Linked DNA regions of Rattus norvegicus: region 1 is linked to region 2. A link is a contact called in public Hi-C data. All regions are on one chromosome and are shown on one strand. The core of a region is the stretch at or near the end of the contact, and the rest is flanking DNA. Distances in the headings are between cores, read along the strand shown.

Evidence for each region. Hi-C and Micro-C count contacts between places; a contact is called where the count stands out from the background.
Region 1: a contact with region 2 is called in a Hi-C map of the A7r5 cell line, with 2.7 times the contacts expected there. The contact joins the promoter of Rab11fip2 here to the promoter of Emx2 in region 2. A contact is called at or near these places in 4 of 12 Hi-C or Micro-C datasets (the A7r5 cell line, Schwann cells, frontal cortex and 1 more) and 1 of 1 datasets of contacts at active chromatin or transcription factors (oligodendrocytes).

Annotation. Positions count from the first base shown.
Region 1 is chr1:269,078,005-269,082,078 of GRCr8, reverse strand. It overlaps Rab11fip2 (RAB11 family interacting protein 2), which reads left to right and starts at 2,418. Exons shown (of 5, transcript NM_001107447.2): 1 at 2,418-2,774. The coding sequence starts at 2,422.
Region 2 is chr1:268,610,979-268,614,711 of GRCr8, reverse strand. Emx2 (empty spiracles homeobox 2) reads right to left here and starts at 2,049. Exons shown (of 3, transcript NM_001109169.2): 1 at 795-2,049. The coding sequence starts at 1,203. It also overlaps Emx2os.

The sequences.
Region 1 (4,074 bases), core at 1,169-3,668, 470 kb before region 2:
AAGAAGATGCTATTTTCTTATTCCGACTTAAAACTATTATGTCATGATTTCCTATCTTGCTACACAGTAATATTAGACAATTTGGCTCTGGCTAGGTTTTAAGAAAACTCACATTTAGGTGTGGTAAAAGAGAGGCTGGCGATCTCAGTTGTAGTTCTTGCGTTTACGGCATTTTCTGGTTTGTGTTGGAGCCTGTTATTTCATTGCTGTGGAGTGCTATAGCCAACTTCCACCCCGGAAATGGCTGTACTTCAACGATGAGTGAATGATACTTGTAAACAAGCTTATGACCATTAATAAGGCTTACCAAACACTGGAAGCTTTTAAAAACACAATCCATTATTATAATTGCCTATTGTTCAATTACAACCTCTAACAGAAACGTGAAACCTTTGAACTGCATTTTATAAAACCATGCTTAAATTGGATTTCAAAACACTTATTTTGTTTTTCTACAAGTTTCAGGTGTCAAATTATTTCTCTCTAGAGATACTGGTGAAATTCCACCATTGACTGCTCCAATGTACTCTTTACAGATCCCTGAAAATATTTTTCTTTAAAGTTGACAACTGCCCACTCTGGGATCCAGATGCTATGCAAGCAGTGTGATGATTTTTTTCTGCTTTGCACACATGGCCTTTTCAAACACTGTCTCCCAGGGATGGAAACTCAGCTTGTATAACAGAAGTTTTAAAACTTGCTCTAAAACAATAAACACAATACCTTATAGTTTATGGCTGCTTTAAGTTGGATAAAGCACATTCCTATCTATCATATTTATTCTCAAAATTAGTCCCATAAAGGGAGAAAAGCATTTAGTCAACAGATTGGTTAGCATGTCTGCTTAATGCCTAGTATCCCTGAAGTCCTTCAGGGATGTCTAATCTTTGGACATTGCTTCAAGAGCTGTCATCTGTCTACAAAGTTCTCCCTGAAGAAAAGCACAATGCAGTTAAATACTCTCATAATAATTACATTTGGCCCCACTCATAGCTATTGTTGGCCACAGGTTGGATATACTGGCAGGTAGTTCAAAGAACTTAAGAATTTTTCTAGGAAGACATGGATGGAAATAAAGTAGAGCGGGAAAAGGGAGACATAGAGCTCGTGTCCTCTCTAGCCATGAAGTTGTGGTTTGGTTTCCTGAGCACTTGACAGCACTCAGGGAACGCTTTTGACTTGGACGCCATACACACAAATTAGGAAGGGAAAGATGACTAAATAGTTCCATAGAATTATGGCGGCAGGCACGGGGTCAGAACCAGGTCTCTGACGCCATCCCAAAGCGTCTAGGATCTTTATTAAGCAAGGGTAGATTTGAAATCTGAGTCCTTCGCTTTTGGTCTGTGCTCAGGAGGAGGTCCCTTTAGTCAGTTGAAGGTTTCCTCTTCAAGACATGGAGAATGGAGGAAGAATTGCCTCTCAAGAAGAGCTAAGTGCTCTACCACCATTTAAGGACACCAGCGCCTAGTCAGGACTGAACACACAGCTGGGGCAGATTCCTGTCTTCCAAGATGGAAACCGATTCTCCCCCAAGTGCGGGCGTTGTGTTCAGGGCCCAGGGCCACCTCCCAGAACCCCCTGTCGGCCTCCGCGGGTTCTCACGTCCTCAGAGCGCAGTAACCGACAGGCTGGAACCTCAGCACCCACCGTCCAGCGCGCGCACCCCAGCCTCCGCGTGCCGCACCGCGCGCCCCGTCGTCACGGCAACCAGGGAGGCGCTGACCCCCAACCCCGCCCGGCCCCGCCCCTCGCGCAGTCCCGCTCAACATGGAGACGGCCAACCCGGAAGTGGCGCGGCCGCCGCGCGCCCGGCGCTAGGAGCCGCGGGTCGCTGTCCAGGCCTCGCCTGGTGCCGCCGCCGGTCTCAGTTTGCCGCCCGCGCCCCGCGTCCCTCCGGCGTCGGTCCAGGACGGCCGCTTCCGACCCGCTTTCCCAGGCCTGCGCCACTCTCGGGGGAGGAGCCGAGGCGAGGCGAGGCCGCGCGGGCGGTGGGAGCCAGGCCCGGCGGCTGCCGACGGTTCGTATCAGCCGGGTCGGAGGAGGAGCCGGGCCGCGCGGGGCTGAGGCCGGGCCGTAGGGGCACAGGCCCCGGCACGGCGGCGACGCGAGGCGCGGGGCTGCGCGCGGAGGCCCGGACGGCGCGGAGGTGATGTGGGCCCCTGTGCTTCTACGGAAGAAAGGGACCCCCGCAGCGGCGGCGGCCACCGGGCCGGTCCTCTTGACATCAGCCCTTAGGGACCTCGGGGCAGCCCTGACTCCCCAGCTCGCTGAAGTGCCCTTAAGGATGCAGTGATCAGTGTACGGGGCTCTCCCCGCGGGAGGGGCGCTGCCTGTGCTTCTGAACTCTGCTCAGAGAAAAACAAAAACAAAAAGAAAAAACAAAACCGAAAAACAAAACAAAACAAAAAAAGCCCCAGAATGATGCTGTCTGAGCAAGCCCAAAAGTGGTTTCCAACCCACGTGCAGGTCACAGTGCTCCAAGCTAAAGATCTGAAGCCAAAAGGCAAAAGTGGCACCAATGACACATACACCATAATTCAGTTGGGCAAAGAGAAGTATTCTACATCTGTAGCGGAGAAAACCCTGGAGCCGGTCTGGAAGGAGGAGGCCTCTTTTGAGCTGCCTGGGTTGCTCATGCAGGGTAATCCGGAGAAATACATTCTTTTTCTTATAGTGATGCACAGGTCCCTGGTGGGACTGGATAAGTTTTTAGGGCAGGTGGCAATCAATCTCAATGACATCTTTGAGGACAAACAAAGAAGGAAAACAGAGTAAGTTACATAATTTATTTTGAATTTTGGGTACTTAAAGATACATGGATTTACTGTACTTGAACAGTATATTCGAGGCATTGGTCTTTGGGGTTGAAATAGGATCCAGTTTTAAGCACTTCTCTTTGCATGACTTTGAAGTGAAAATAGCCTTTGCTCTGAATTTTTTTTTAATGGAGTGATTAGTGAACCAGTCCCCCCCCCCCCCCCCCCCGCCCCATTTCTGTGTGAGGTAAAGGGCTCTTAAACAGTGGAATATTTTGCATTGGATTTTAATACTTTTTATTAGAGGCCTAGAGCATGAACTGGAAAACCAGAAAATTAAATATATGTGTACCATTAGGTTTATGTTTGTTGAGCACTGTTAAAAGGTAAATTACTAATAAAGGCTGTCAAAAGATAAGTTTCTAATTTTAGAACCGTATTTCAGCATTGGAAACAGTTGGCCTTTATTTTTGCTCCACCAGTTTTCAGGGTCAGTACTTCTTGATAGGGAGAAAGTTGTTAAAAGAAAAGTTTTGGAAGTCTGCACAGACATCTTCAGTCTTGAACCCACTGACATTTTTCCTTTGAATTTGCAGCATAGTGGAGCTATTGTTTACTGAAGAATCAGTTCAGCAAAGCTGTTGTGTTTAGACGGAATTAACTGGTGTAAGATTGGAGACAGTGATTACAGTCTTGTGATGCAGTGATTTAATGACTTCTTTGATGAAAACATGGCTTTTGAAATAGAACTTTCAAGCCCAAGTTAGATATACTTAATTTAAGAAATCAGGATGCAAACCAACACTAGGATATTATGTCCTAAGTTGAAACAAGTAGCAAGTTTGGAAAGGCAGACCTCCTGTCCTGCCCTTTAGCTTACATGCCTGTCCAGGCTTCACCTTACATACATAGCTTATAGTGGGCCTGAAGGCTCCTGGAGATGGCTGGAGTTTATGAAAAGAGGGTTGGGGGAACTCATCAGAGGGTGTCCCTCTTCCCAAGTAGCTTAAAAAAAAAAAAAAAAAAAAAAAAGCAAAACGCAGTCCTGATGGATGTTTATCTACCTACCCTTTAGAGCACTTTCCATGATAATTTTAAGTTCACATTAATTTCTTTTAAGTATAATGATCTTTTCTCTTTTTTCCCTTTTAAAGCCTGCCAGAAAACTTCATTTAATAGGAATTATTTTTGTTTTGTTTTGAATAAAGTCTTTACCTAAGATTTAGTTTATGTAAGATAAAACACTAGAAATGCAACAAGAAAAAAATAGGTAAATATTCAGTTGAGGGGGGAGAAAGTTTAAGTTGTATATTTA
Region 2 (3,733 bases), core at 800-3,299:
ATTTTCCCTTGTCGGGCCTTCTCTCGATTGGGTTTCCGCTTTTCTTTTTCTTAATTTCTTTTTTAATCTTTTTCTTTTTCTCGGCAAAAACAAAAACAATAAAACAAAAACAAAACATCAGCAACCAAACAGAGACCAGATGGAACCTGACTTCCCGCCACGTCCAGCGGTTGCCCCCGCTAAAAGGGTCGCGGAGAGAACCAGTGGGGCTGCGGAGGTTTCTACTAGCTCTCCCGCCCCTCCCTGGCCTCCAGAGCAGGAGGAAGGAAACAGTTTGCTCTGAGGTTTCCAAGGTCTCCTTGTCTCCTTAAAGGAATTGAAGACCTAGAAGTCGCGGGTCTGGGCTGGAGGGACGTGGAGTGAGTGTAGAACAGAGTTGAAATCCAGTGAACCTGGCCATGTGGCCCTGTCCGAGTTCCTGAGAGATAGACTAGCCAGGAACACGGTCCAAGGAAACAAGATTCGAGGACCTCGCGGGCTCAGAGCTTCTTGACAGCGGACTTCGCCGCCCAGCATCACGTCCCAGCCAGCCCGACCCTGGCGCGAAACACAGGACACCTCGTTTGCACCCCTTTCCGAAAAGGTCAAGGAGTGAGCAAGTCAGTAACCCAAAGGAGTCTAGGCTTCAGAGATTGGTAACCAATGCGACTCGGGCCCCTTGCTACCCGGTTTCGGAGTCGAGCACCCGGGCTGACCTCCGCCCAGGCCTTGAGGAGCGCCCACCCGGAGCAGGCCAGGCACAGTGAAGAAGGCGATCGGACCGGCGCGCTTCAGTTCCGCGACGTGGCACGTACCTTGGAAGCGATGACCCAGATATCGGTAGCGGTGGATGAGCCAGGGGTAGAAGGTGGACGGGTCCCGCTGCTGCGAGGCGAAGAGGGGGTGTGGCGAATGCGAGGAGGGCAGGGGGTGGGCGGCCAGGGCGTGCGGCGGCGGCACCGGGTGCACCGGCACGGCGGGGTTGGGCGGGTGCGAGACCGCCTCGGCGAACACCAAGTCCGGGTTGGAGTAGACGCCCCTGCCCGCGGCGGCGGCGGCGGCGGCCGAGTGGAAGCCGTTGAGGAACGGATTTATGGGGCTGGAATTGGCGTAGCTGAGCGCCGCGGGACGGATGGGATCCTCGGAGCGTGAGGCAGGCAGGGGACTGTCCTTGGCCACCAGCGACTCGATGGTGAAGCAGCGCTTAGGCGCCGGCTGAAACATGCTGCGCCGAGGAGCGGGCGCCCTGGGCTCCCTGCTCCCGGCGACCGCGGCGCGCTGCCTCCGCCGCCCGCTGCCCGCGGCGAAGACCGAGGAGAATGGGGGACTCGTTTGTTTGGGGTGGGGGTGGGGGTAAGGAAAAGAAAGGAAGGAAGAAAGAAAGGAAAGGAAAAAGGAAAGGAGGGGGAGGGGGAGGAGAGGCAAAGCCGAAGATCCCGAGAATCTTGCACCAAACGCGCCCAACCTGGAGAGAGGGGGGAAAATCCTTCCAGAAGAATTTGCAGGCGTGGATTGGGGTAATATTTTTTTGAGCGAGGTGGCGTTGGGGGGGGGTTGGAGTTAGAGGCAGGGAGGGGGGTTCTCGGGGAGGCAAAAAAAAGTTTTCTTTCCTTTGCAAAAGGCGGGCAGGGCGCCCTAAGTCCAAGGACAATCCATGGAAGTGTTCGCTTCTTCACTAGTAGTGCAAACGATTTGTTAGTTCATGAGCCTAATTAGTGCGGGGATCACATAAACAGCTTCCTCCGAAGCCTGGTAAATGGCTTGATGATTGGTCGCTATTACTCGCCCTGAGGTGGAAGGGGGGGAGACTCTTTAAAGTGCGTCAGAGGGAGGCGAACGCCTGGGAACCCGGAGGCCTGGATCCGGTCCCAGAATGGAACGGAGTCGGCGCCACTGCCCCGGCCGTGCCTCCAGCCGCCCGCCCGGCCGCAGACCTCTTGGTGTCTTCGCCCTGCGCTCCGGGCTAGCTCCCTCGCTCTCGCGGCACCCGCTGCAGTTTCTCTCCTCCTCCTTCGGCTCCTCCGCTTCCCTCTTCTCCTCCTCTTCCTCGTTCCTCTCCTCCTCCTGCTCCTCTTCCTCCTCCTATTTCCTCCACCTCCTCCTCCTCAGCTACCGCCTCCTACTGCACCAACACCACTCCCTCCGGGGCACCCGGGTCCCTGCAGACTCTCGGGGGCCGCTCTGCCTTTGCTGCGGACCCCTGGATCCTAAACCAGCGTCGCCGGAGCTGATGGGACTGAAGCACCGACGGACGCACAGATTTCTTCACGCCCTGAGCTCCGCTGAAGTTGTCCCCTGGAGGCCCGCACCCGGGTCACTGAGATGGCTTCAGGCGCCCGGCGAGGGTAAGCGGGCGGGGACTGGTTCCGGGCAAGGGCTAACCCGCTTCACTCATACCAATCCCCACCCCCAGCAAAACTCCGGAGGTTTCCTAGGCGCGCGAGAAGGGGGGCCCTCCCACCCCTCCAACCAAGCGTAGCTTCGAGGTTCCAGGGTCCACGCGTTCTCAGTCTTTGACCCGGCTGGTTCGTTTGCAAGTTCAAACCTGAAGGGCCAGTTGCGCCTGTACCGTTGCAGCGGACGTAGAGCTTGCACCTAGAGTTTCTGCTTTTCCTGTCTGTAGGGCGGTCACTTCCTTCCCCAAAACAGTTCTTTCTGGGATATGTGGGGATATTTGGGAAAGGAGTCTTGGGTCCTAGGTCAGAAGCTGAAGCTGTGATTGTGTTATCGTTCCATTGTTTTTAGTGGCGTTGACACTGTTCCCATTATTGCTATTATTGTTGTACCTATTTTTATTTTGACATCTGTGGTCCCGGGGCTGGGTTGGTCTGCAAATCCAGGTTTCGCAACTAGGCACTTAGGATTGCGTCTCCGGTCCTAGGCCCTGTCCGCATTTTCGAGCTTGCCTTCGGTTTTGGGATGATTTTAGGGCCGACTTCTCTTGTCCCCATTGGCTCACGCTGCGGCATAATTATGATCACATCCCCCCAGCCTGCTGGCGCTGCTCTCTGTTTATTGGTGGTTAAAGATCTATTATCTATTCATCAGCCGCCTCCCCCCACCCCACATACACACCCTTTGCCAATTACATTCTTCTAAAGTGAAGTACCAGCAGGTATTTTGCACGTTTACAATTAATGATAATTTTTTTTCCTGGCGTCCTTTAAATCTGTTACTCCCAGGTCCAGGTCGAAGCCATTTATCCTGAGAGGGATAAAATGTCTGTGCTTGGTGGCGAGGTTGCCTGAGACCTGGGAGGAGCAGATCTGGAGAAGACGGAGACTCTGAAGGCCACCTGATTCCACCAAGGGTCCCGGCCTTAGGGCGCTCCAGGAAGTCCTGGCATTAACGGGTTCCATGCCAGCTCTCCTGTTTGCTTCTCTTGATTTCCATCTACTGCTGTTTAGGGTGTGTGTGTGTGTGTGTGTGTGTGTGTGTGTGTGTGTGTGTGTGTGTGTGTTTCTTGTATAGTGTTCATGTGAGAAGGCAGAAGCTCCGGGGGCCCCCTAGGAAGAATGGAAGTTGAGAAAAGTGTTCCCACCTCAGCTTTGCTCTCCTCATGGTATAAATCTGCCCTTGCCTCAGACTTCAGATCTTTTTACCTTCTATTCTATATGGCCTTGTTTCTTTATCCCATTTTTGGGGGGTAGAGGAGCAAACTCAAAGATTGTGAGCATTTAGATTCAGCCCTATAAAAGGGATATGCATTTGAGGCCACACTCTCCTCAGGCCTGAACCACCTGCCCCTTCAAAT